Linked DNA regions of Mus musculus: regions 1 and 2 are each linked to region 3. The links are chromatin contacts, called in public promoter capture Hi-C maps. All regions are on one chromosome and are shown on one strand. The core of a region is the stretch at or near the end of the contact, and the rest is flanking DNA. Distances in the headings are between cores, read along the strand shown.

Region 1 (3,474 bases), core at 946-3,445, 6.1 Mb before region 3:
GTATAGAAGAGGGTCTAGAAAATAAGCATCTATCACCAGAAATAAAAGTATTCCGATTATAGTGAGAACTAGGCAGACTTATCAAAGGAAGAGATACAAAAATACTTACTCTACCAGAGGGTTGAGCTAGCTGCCTTTCCAGGGTCCTGAAACATCACATTGGGAGGTGCCACACAGGTGCCACTATCCCTGAAACCTTCCCCACTCACTACTCCCAACCCTATTCCCAGCTTAGAGGGCTCTGTCTCCCACACACATCTACTCCTCACCGCTCCTTTGAAAAGGTCTGAGATTCTCCTTTGGGTTCATCTGCTCCTGTAGTCTCAGGGCTGGCCTTCTTGCCCTCTCTTTCTTGGATACACCCTTGGGCTGGGGTTCCACTGACTCCTGCAGAACACTTAATAACTCCTGTGATGATTTCAGGGGTGTCATCTTCTCCGAGTGCATTTCCTGCCCCTTCACAGAGACTGTGACCTAGAAATAACCCCCCGTTAATTGACATGGTCATAACAAGGGGCATTCCCAGGGGGAGACCATCCTCTGAGGCCAGGCCAGAGTGGAGGGTGGGGAGTAGGACAGACAAGTGTTTATTCCGTTATCATCAGCTTAGAGTGGTTGAAACTGCAGAAAGATCAAACAGAAACCCAAATAGCAGCTGGAAAAGAAACTTCCCCCATTTTTTCTCTTAAGAAACTGAAGTGAAAGACTTACTGTAACAGAGTAGGCATCTCCAAGCAAGCCCTACCTGAAAAAGTAACCCTTCCAGATCAGAAGTATCAAAATCACCAAACCTCTTTACATCCGACTGATCTTAAACTGCCCCTCCATCCTTGTCTCTCCCCAGCCACACACTTCTGACTGTATTCCCCCTCCTCCTCACCGAATGTCCAGGTCTTCCAGACTCTCTTTCTAAATCTTCCACCAGTGTCACCGCCTCCTCTCCATTTTCTGGACATTGCTTCTGTACCCAGTTCTGGATCTCCACAGGTAGCACAGTCAGGAATTGCTCTAGCACCAACAATTCTACAATCTGCTCCTTGGTCCGCACCTCCGGCCTTAGCCACCGACAGCAAAGTTCCCATAGTTGGCTGAAAGCCTCCCGGGGCCCAGCCACCTCCTGGTAATGGAATCTTCTGAAGCGCTGTCGTAAGCTTTCAGAGCTTGTGCCATTTCCTCTCCGAGTGGGTTTGGCCATCTTTCACAGCAGAAAGCCGTTTCTCTCCTCACTGTCTGGGTTCTAGGACTTATTACACTATCTTTGCATGCCCTTGGAGAAACACCTGCAGATGAGTCTCTCTGTAAAAAGGAGTTTTATCCTAGAGTAGAGAGAAATGGCGCTATCTGAGGAGAGTATCTTTACATGTTTAAAACCTTGTCAGAGCCGGCCTGACTTTCAATATGCTCGAAGTGGCCTTCTGAGGCAGTACCTTTTCAGGACAGCAAATCAATAGGCAAGGTGAAAATGACCTTTTAAAAACTGCATTTCTAGGTGACGTTTAGAGTATCCCCAGGAAGTTGCAGAGAAAAGAAAAATCTGTCCGCTTCGCTCCCACCTCAGGTAAATCATTAGCGCCCCAGATCAAATCGGTCAAAACGTTTGGCGAACGACAACAAAAAGCCTCTGTCCAGCGAGCGCCGGCTATTCTCCCCTAGAACCACCGCCGTCCTTCCAGAAGCTCCTGGTGTCTGCCCCGCCCCTTGAACACCAAACTACAAATTTCCACCCCGAACCAAAGTCAAGTGCCGAACACTGGGTCTCTTGCTCGCGCCTCCCGAACGAAGTAAGAACTCGGCAAGAGTTCCGGGGCGACAGATGGGGAAGGTCGCGCACCGGGGGAGCCGACTTGGGCTTCTAAATTGAGGTGGACTAGGGGAGAGTTACAGGAGTTGGTGAAGCGAGGAAGCTCGAGGGGCGGCAGTGGTGGGTCTCCTGAGAACGAGGCCGATGCGGGCCGGTGCTGCGAGTCCGTGGGCTTCGAGCACAGCTCCACAGCGGCGGCTGCCAAGTTCCAGCTTTGTTTTCTTCCCTCCGGCCGGGTCACTCTGGGAGACGTCGGCAGTCGGTCAAAATGCCACAGACCCTGCCAAGGCGTCCTGAGGACTCCCGCCGGCCCACCCCAGGCCGCGTCTCTCTCAACCAGCTTCTCAACTCACTCTCATCCCTTCCCCTCCTGGGCTAGCCTCAGTCCCGCTCTCAAGCCGGAAGTCCGAGCGGGCTTCTCCTGGAGCCCAGGACGCATGCGCGACGGCACCGGCGCCTCCTCGCGGCTCCGCGGCGGGAGCGAGGCGGTGGGCGCCTGGGCCGCGCGCACTTCCGGGATGCGGCGCGCGGCTCTGTGGCATCTCCTCTCCCGGTGGACTGCGGGGATTCAGGGCAAGAGATTCCGCTGGGTGTGAGGGGTCGCCCGGAGAGGCGCTGAAAAGAGGAGGTGGTAGATCTAGGGACTCCCGAGCCGCCCTAGAAATGATTCACGAACTGCTCTTGGCCCTGAGTGGGTACCCAGGGTCCATTTTCACCTGGAACAAGCGGAGTGGCCTGCAGGTATGCAGGGGGTCAGAGACGAGTCGCTTGCCGCGCGGCGGGTGCAGCTGAGCCGCAGCGAAGGGGCGGGACCCGGGGAACTCCAACCGACCGGCGCCCGCGAGCGGGGAGAAACCGAGGGCCAACCCTACGGAGCTCCGGCTATGGGGGCCCTGCGGTCCCGCGACTCCTGCTAGAGAACCACTAGGAGTGGATAGAACCACACTTCTTTTCACTGCATATGAATTTGTTGTTAAACTGAATCCCTAAATGTGTAGCTGGAATTAGATGATAGTTATTTGAGGGAAAAGGGGGAGGGATAGGGAACTCTTGCATTGATTCAAATTGAATTTTGAAAGTAGTGGAAATGTATACAAAGCGCTCAAGACACAATACTCAGTAAATTGTGTTGGATGAAAAAAATGAATTTGTAAACATATGGTGTTTCCCTCCTTTCTTCGAAAATTTCTGTACCAGGTGAAGAACTTGAGAGGGGGTTTTTCCTGTAATTAGAAGAGTATAACAGGAATGTACCCGTTAGTTGTTTTCTCTTCCTCTCCCCCTCTGTTCCTTTATCTCCCCCAACCCCCGTGAGAAGCCCAGATATAGCGTGATACTCAATATTTTGCCGAAACTAAATTGGCAACACTGAGTTTAATAGCCAGGCGTAGTGTTTGTGCCTGTAATCCCAGCCTTTGGGAAGTTGAAGCAGGATTATTGGTGTGATTCAAGTCCAGCCTGGGCTTCACTGTGGAACCTTCTCTCAAAAAAGAAAGCAAGAAAAGAAGGGAACAGAGGGCAGAGAAAGGCAAAGAAAAGAATGACAACTACAAATGTGTCTAAGTGTGTTGTGTAAAATGGTATCAGTGACTTCAAGGTGGAGTTGACTTTTTCACAGTAATTAAGCCTAAACTAGAATTTTTTTTTTTAAAACTAGAGTATGTGTCTATGTT
Region 2 (3,178 bases), core at 167-2,666, 6.5 Mb before region 3:
TATGTGAACAGGAGGAGATGTCATGATTAATCAGCCTGGCTTTACCAGCGACATTCACATTCAGGTTCTGCCAGAGAAGACATCAACAGCCCAAGAAGCAAACCCAGAATCCCGAAGGGAGAAATCAAGTTCAGGAAAAATCCCTGCAAGTCCCGCATAAGGAGGAAGTTGACATCCCAGGTGGCGGCAAAGCCATACCGCGCCTTCCTGAGCATCTCCCGCTCCTCTTGCAGACTTCTGCACCCTGGGGGAAGGCCAAGGCCCCAAGGGCTAGTGTCCAGGGTTGAGGGTTGGGAACTGGGGACACAGCTGATTGGGGGTGAGGTGAAGCAGGTCTTGGGCTTGGACAGTGACCGCTCTTCGCTCACCGGAGTTGGGTTGATCCTTCGAGAAGGCTTCGTTCTGCTGAGAGTAGTCACAGTTTTTTGTTTTTTTCCAATTTTCTATCTTCAAGCATCATTCCATCCATAACAGTTGGGCCCCTTTTAAACCCTCCCCCATTGTGGTTTCTTCACCCTCAACCTTCTAACCATCGCGCACTCTACTGTGGGGCACCAAGCTCGGCTTTAGCGAACATCTTGCAATAAGGACCGATTCTCACCCTGCAGAGCCCGGAGGAACGGTGCCTACGGGAGGGAACTCCTCCAAGTTGCTGAGGTTTGGCGGATCAGAGAGCGACAGTCTGGGGCTGCCAGGGCTGCCTGAGCCCTTAGGCTTCCGGCCTCCGGCCCAAGGCGGGCTCTCGCCACTCGCCCCCTCCTCCGCGGCCCCGGAGCCCCGACCGCCTCGTTCGCGGGACGGCCCCGGTCCCGGACCCCGCCTGCGGCCCGCACGGCGGGCCAGAGGTGCCTCGGCGGCGGCGCTGAGGGGCTCGGCTGCAGGGAAAAGCTGGCTGCGCGCCCCACGGCCACCCCGTGCCGGGGCCCCCTGCCTCGCTGGCAAGGCTGCCGAGGCGACTGGGGTCTTGGCGGGGGTTGAGGGGCCCTGCGGGAGGACCCGGCTGCTCTGCTCCCTCAGGAAGTTCAGCAGGAACGGCACGAATTCCTTCCGCAGAGGCCGAAGTGCGCTCAGAGCGGCCACCTCGGAGCTATCCTGAGGAAGAAGCAGAGGTCGCGGGGCGAGAGCGTCAGCTGACAGCGCGGGCCGTCAGCGGCTGAGGCCGCAGGGTGGGCGGCCCGGCAGCGGCGCGCAGAGGAGCGAGCGCCCTTGGCGCGGGCCGTCAGGCAGGGCAGGCTGGGAGAAGGGACTGAAGCATCATCCCCCGCGGGAAGCACATTCCAGGCAGGCTTGAGGGCGTGTCCGCACTGTTACCTCCGAACTCGGGGTGCTGCGCGCGATCCACCGCACGGCGGCTGCGACCGGCACCTCTTCGCGCAGCAGCGACTCTAAAACGGCCGCCATCCCTGTGCAGGCGCTCTGAGGCTACTGAGCAGGCGCACTCGCGCCACGGGCAGCCGGGAGGGGCGGAGCCGGCGACCGGGATCGACCGTTGGACGACGGGGCGGGTCCTTGAGGGGTGGGGCTCTGGCGGCCCGGGAAGATCTGCCCAGCCAGCCAGGCCTGCAGGGCGGCGAGGCGCCTTTCTCTGATTTCCTGGCCCCTGGAGCAATGTGATAAGATGAACTGCCTGAGGAGACCCGGGTCTGAAAGAGGGACCAGACAGGAAAAGTGACCAACTCTAAGAGACCAGCCTATGAGACCAGACACCTGTCATAAGCACAGCCTTAGACCATGACTGTAGAGCTTTTTGAGTCACTCCCTCCTCAACCAAAATAAAGTGAGTAACCTTGTGTTTTGACCTTTTTGTTTTTTCTGAGACATGATTTCTCTGTATAGCCTGGCCACTCTGTAGACCAGGCTGACTTCGACCTCATAGATTATCTTGCCTTTGCTTCCGGAGTGCTGGGATTAAAGGGGTGCGCCCGGCCTACTTAGCTCCCCACCCCTTCCCCTCTTTTACTCAAAAGGCTGACTCTTTACCATTGGCCAACTTTTTCATCAACTGACAATTGAGGACAGAGTTCATGCTGAGGCATGTTATAAAATCATCAAATGTCCATCAGACTTGTATTGAATCCCTTACGTATTGTATTAAAGAGTTTACAGCAGGGGAATATCTCAACTTCTTTTACTTGAGAGGTCAGGATTCATGATTAGCTTCTGGAAGAGTATGGCATTCCTAGACACACTCCCCCGACCCTCCTCCACACACACTGGCTGGTTAACCCTCTGGCTACACTTCCTGTCAGGTCCCTTATTTTGAAAAATATAATAGGCTTTCGGATGATACTCCTTAGTAAAAGGAAAGAAAAAAAAATCAAGATATAGGATCTATAGTTTCCTCCAAAACAAAGTAGCAGTGTATTGGCCCTGTGTTCCTCTCATTCAAAGGAAGACCACTTGGTGATAGGCAGTAGATGGAGCAGGAATCCCTCTAGCATACTGCCAAGGAGAAGAAAAGGGAGTTTTGAAAACTTAATTCTGTGCTGGATTTAGTGGATGCTTGCAATCCCAGTGCTTGGCAGGCAGAGACAGAAGAATATCAAAGTCAGCTTGAACACGCACGTCAGACCCCTGAACCCTGGTGTTCACCTAGCGTCTAAGTTAGCCAAAATGGCCTTCTCTTGGTTGTCTGTCACTTCTGTAACACTTTAGTAGTTTAGGAAATAGTTTTCACTTTTTGAAATCCAAACCATCACACAAATAGCACTAAAGTTTGCATGCGGACTGAATGTTTTATTACTAGATTATAAAAATAAAATACAAAATAATTTTAAAACAGAACTTAAAACACTGTACAAAGCTTTAATATGGTACAAATGAGAAAATTAAATAAATAATTACACTTTTATGTACAGATGGCCTATACAAAAGCACTGCATGTTTTTCAATACTCTATGCCCATGGTTGCCTGAGCAAAAACACATAAAGGGAAGATGCTTGAAGGAGAAAGGATACAATGTAACACATTGAAAAGAACTTCAAAGAGCAATTTCGCATCTCATTAAGAGGAGGACAGCAGAACATTGACTTATTTCTCTTGTTCAGTAAGAGAATTCGGGTTATGACTAAGTTTGATAACATTTGCCAGTAATAATTTATGAACTCATTATATCTAATACAAAATGAGATGTGCCTCCTTTTCTGAAAAACTTGGAATCTGTAAATAAATGATCTG
Region 3 (3,504 bases), core at 871-3,370:
AGTTTCCTTTAACTCCCAGACCCTCACCTTGTTCATTGCCCGGTAGATACTGGCGCCAGATGCGTACAGTTCGGTCATCACTGCAAGATGCCAGCCGCTGGCCGCTGGGATCAAAGGCTATGCTCCAAACAGTGGACTCATGACCTTCGAGGGTGGCACAGCAGACCCAGTCATCCCCTTCTTCCTGGTATAGCTTCACTGTGTCATCATAGCTAGCAGAAGCTAAAAGCTGAAAGAGAAAGGAGACCCAGCAACTATCTATATGGTCCAGGAGGTGCCTGTGGTTTGAATATGCTGGGCTCGGGGAGTGGCACTATTAGGAGGTGTGGCCTTGTTGGAGGAAATACGTCACTTTGTGGGTAGACTTTGAGACCCTCTCCTAGCAGCCTGGATCAAGATGCAGAACTCTCAGCTCCCTCTCCAGCACCATGTCTGCCTGCATGCTGTCATGCTTCCTGCTACGATGAAAGTGGACTAAACCTCTGAATCTGTAAGCCAGACTCAGTTATATGTTTCCCTTTATAAGAGTTGTCTTGGTCATGGTGTCTCTTCACAGCAATCAAACCCAAACTAAGATACAATGGTTCCCATATCAAACCCTGTCAGAGCAGGACAGTCCCAGCGATCCCTCTAAGAACAAGAGTGGTTCTGAAGAGTGGAGGCAGGCTGGGCACAAACCTCCACAGCAGGTTCTTTCCCACCCTGTCTCACTCTTACCTCCTGGCTCGGGTGCCAAACCACGTGCTTAACGTCCTGCGTATGAGAGCTGAGGACACTGACACACTCATACTCATCCTCTTCATCAACTGTGGGAGGAACAAATTAGACCCAGAGGTGACCAGTCAGGGACAAAGCTGAAAGCCAGCGAGCTGGTTTCCTGCTGTACCCAGAGGCACCTAGACTCACCTTCCCAGACCCACACGCTCTTATCTCTGCTGCAGGTAGCCAAGAGGTTGCCAGATGGGGCCCAAGCCACTGACTTGACCTCATTTTCATGGCCCTCAAGAGTGGTCACACACTGGAAAGGGAAAGGATATTGAGTTAATGGCAGCTAAGAGTCCTAAGCCCTAGTAAAATATCTAAGAGAGCAGTTTTGTTGTTGTTTGAGAAAGGGTTTCATTCTATAGCAGGATGACCTTGGTGGACTTACAGCAATCATCCTGCTTCAGTGTCCCAAATGCTGGCATTACAGTCATGAACTACCATACTCAGCTACTATTTCTATAGTGTAGAAATTAAGTTAAGGCTGTAACTAATATGACCAAGCCCTGGGGTGCAAACAGGTAATAAACTGCTCCCATCCAACCTGTTTACCTCAAAGTCATCCTGGTTCTTCTTCCAAATACAAGTGGTGGCATCAAAGCTGGCAGATGCCAGGTAATTTCCACACGGGGACCAGGCCACTTTCCTAACGGTGCGCTGATGGCCTTCAGAAAGGACAGACTTGCAAATCCAGCTGTCACCTGCAAGCAGAGAACAGGCTAGGCTTTGGAGCGCCATCGATGCCATTCACTAAGTAGTACTTTAAGTGGGACCCTGTTGCTGGGACAAAGTCAGTCACCATTATTACTACGATGCAACCGATCAAGATTCTGAAACTGTTAAACTGCTCTTCAGGCGACTTTCCTCATTTTTCTACCTCAGCAAATATCCCAGTTCCCGCAGCAAATATCCCAGTTCCCGCAACAATTCCAGCCTCTGTTGACGCTGGCACACTCCTTCCCCGACACTTTTCAGAGTAGTGTTTTCCTCGGCACCAGGGCCACAAAGCCAAGCCAGGCCTTACCCTCGGTGCCCCAGATGCGAATTTTACGGTCGCCTCCGCAGGAAGCCAACAGGGTCCCCGAGGGGTTCCAGGCCAGGAACCAGCAGCGGGAATCCGGGTGCGCCGGGACGCGGCTCTGCAGTACCAGAGAATCTTTCATGGCGACTGTTTTAGGGTAAGGAGAGCACACCGAGAGAAGCAACGCGCCAAACGCGCTGGGCACTATAGAACCTTGAGACCGTCAGATGTACAGCTTCTGCAAAATATGTCGCCCTAGGAATTGACGTGCCCGCTGTTGACGCCGCGTGACCTTCTGGGACTTGTAGTCACTCCCCTCATCCTCCGTAACTGGAAGCCTCGCGGGACAGTCCGGAACTACCAGTACCCTGATGCCCTGCGCAAGAACAAGCGGCGCGCGCACACAGTGACGCGCACGGAGGGCAGGGCGGAGGGCCGGAGAAGAAGGAGGCGGGGGTGGGGTGGGGTTGGAGGAAGCCGGAAGTGCATCGGCCAGGGTCCGTCTGGGCGTTGCGGGTTTGGGGCCTGGGATCGTTTGGCCCGGGCAGCTAAGAAGCCTGTGACCGGGCGGAGCGGCGCCATCCCAGCCCTGAGGCCTGCTGACCGGTGAGGAGCAGGGACTAGAGTAGGGAGGGTTACTGAGGCTTAGGTCGCACCCCAAAGTGCGGATTCCCGATCTCGGCGGCCCAGCTGCATCCTCCGCCCCTCAGCACCCCTCTGTCTGATAACCCTGGTCCAAGTCTCCTCCGGTCCCCTTGCCAGTAGCCGATCCCCTCCCCCGGCCCCCCAGTACCTCCGCCCGTTCATCCTGGCATGTCTACAGCCAATGTAGTCCCCTGCCATCTCCGAGCCCTGATCCAGCACCCCTCATCCAGAGCCCTCGGTCCCCGCCCCCCGAATTCCCGCAGTCCTTTGGTCTGTGCTCAGCCCTGGGTCCCACCCCGCAGTCTCTGGTGCGGGCCCTGACAGCTCCGGGCCAGCCGCCCATTGCGTTGCTCTCCACCTGGGTACAGACAGGCTCTGCGCGCCCCGCTGAGGTCGGCGGCCACCACCAACGACCGCAGAGCTACAGCGGGCAGCCCCGGGCATGTATGCCCCTGGAGGTGCCGGGCTGCCGGGAGGGCGCCGGCGGAGAAGCCCGGGAAGCAGCGCTCTTCCCAAGCAGCCGGAGCGGAGCCTGGCCTCGGCCCTGCCTGGCGCCCTGTCCATCACAGCGCTGTGCACTGCCCTCGCGGAGCCCGCTTGGTTGCACATCCATGGAGGCACCTGTTCCCGCCAGGAGCTGGGGGTCTCGGACGTGCTGGGCTATGTAAACCCGGATCTGCTAAAAGGTGAGAGCGCTGAGCTCCTGCTCTCTTGGCTTGAGGGGCGGTGCAGAACAGATATGAGGCTGGCTGAAGTATAGATAGCCAGAGGCAGTCATTTGTCAAAGGAAACAGCCCCATTCTTGCTTGGTGTTCATGCCCACCAGGTGGCTCTGTTTGGGGGTCTAGCCTCTCATTAATTTTGATGTTATTCAGCCAAGCACCTACTCCTCACCGTCATGCTAATCCAAACTGCTGCTATTTTAGGTTTCTGCCAGAGGTAGGTAGAAGAAAAAAGGGTGTTTGTCAGGTATTACAATTAGCCTCCCCTTTCTAACGGACATGTGAGATGCAGAATAGTCGTTTGGGGCAGCTCGATCGATGGAGAAATCAGAACTGTTAATGTGACCAATTGTA

The links. Promoter capture Hi-C pulls out the DNA fragments that hold promoters and counts their contacts.
Region 1: a promoter capture Hi-C map of liver shows a contact between it and region 3, with 3 times the contacts expected there. The contact joins the promoter of Zscan29 here to the promoter of Ciao1 in region 3. A contact is called at or near these places in 3 of 39 promoter capture datasets (cranial neural crest, hippocampal neurons and liver).
Region 2: a contact with region 3 is called in a promoter capture Hi-C map of liver, with 4 times the contacts expected there. The contact joins the promoter of Cdan1 here to the promoter of Ciao1 in region 3. A contact is called at or near these places in 3 of 39 promoter capture datasets (cranial neural crest, liver and pre-B cells).

The regions. Positions count from the first base shown.
Region 1 is chr2:121,168,930-121,172,403 of GRCm38.p6, forward strand. Zscan29 (zinc finger SCAN domains 29) reads right to left here and starts at 2,196. Exons shown (of 5, transcript NM_001290819.1): 1 at 881-2,196; 2 at 270-474. The coding sequence starts at 1,195. It overlaps Tubgcp4 (tubulin, gamma complex associated protein 4), which reads left to right and starts at 2,239. Exons shown (of 18, transcript NM_153387.3): 1 at 2,239-2,542. The coding sequence starts at 2,465.
Region 2 is chr2:120,730,101-120,733,278 of GRCm38.p6, forward strand. It overlaps Cdan1 (congenital dyserythropoietic anemia, type I (human)), which reads right to left and starts at 1,417. Exons shown (of 28, transcript NM_026891.2): 1 at 1,312-1,417; 2 at 602-1,092; 3 at 199-405. The coding sequence starts at 1,401. Ttbk2 (tau tubulin kinase 2) reads right to left here. Exons shown (of 16, transcript NM_001024856.2): 16 at 2,716-3,178.
Region 3 is chr2:127,245,696-127,249,199 of GRCm38.p6, forward strand. Ciao1 (cytosolic iron-sulfur protein assembly 1) reads right to left here and starts at 2,121. Exons shown (of 7, transcript NM_025296.4): 1 at 1,787-2,121; 2 at 1,315-1,463; 3 at 907-1,018; 4 at 718-806; 5 at 28-229. The coding sequence starts at 1,925. Tmem127 (transmembrane protein 127) reads left to right here and starts at 2,253. Exons shown (of 4, transcript NM_175145.4): 1 at 2,253-2,389; 2 at 2,797-3,114. The coding sequence starts at 2,871.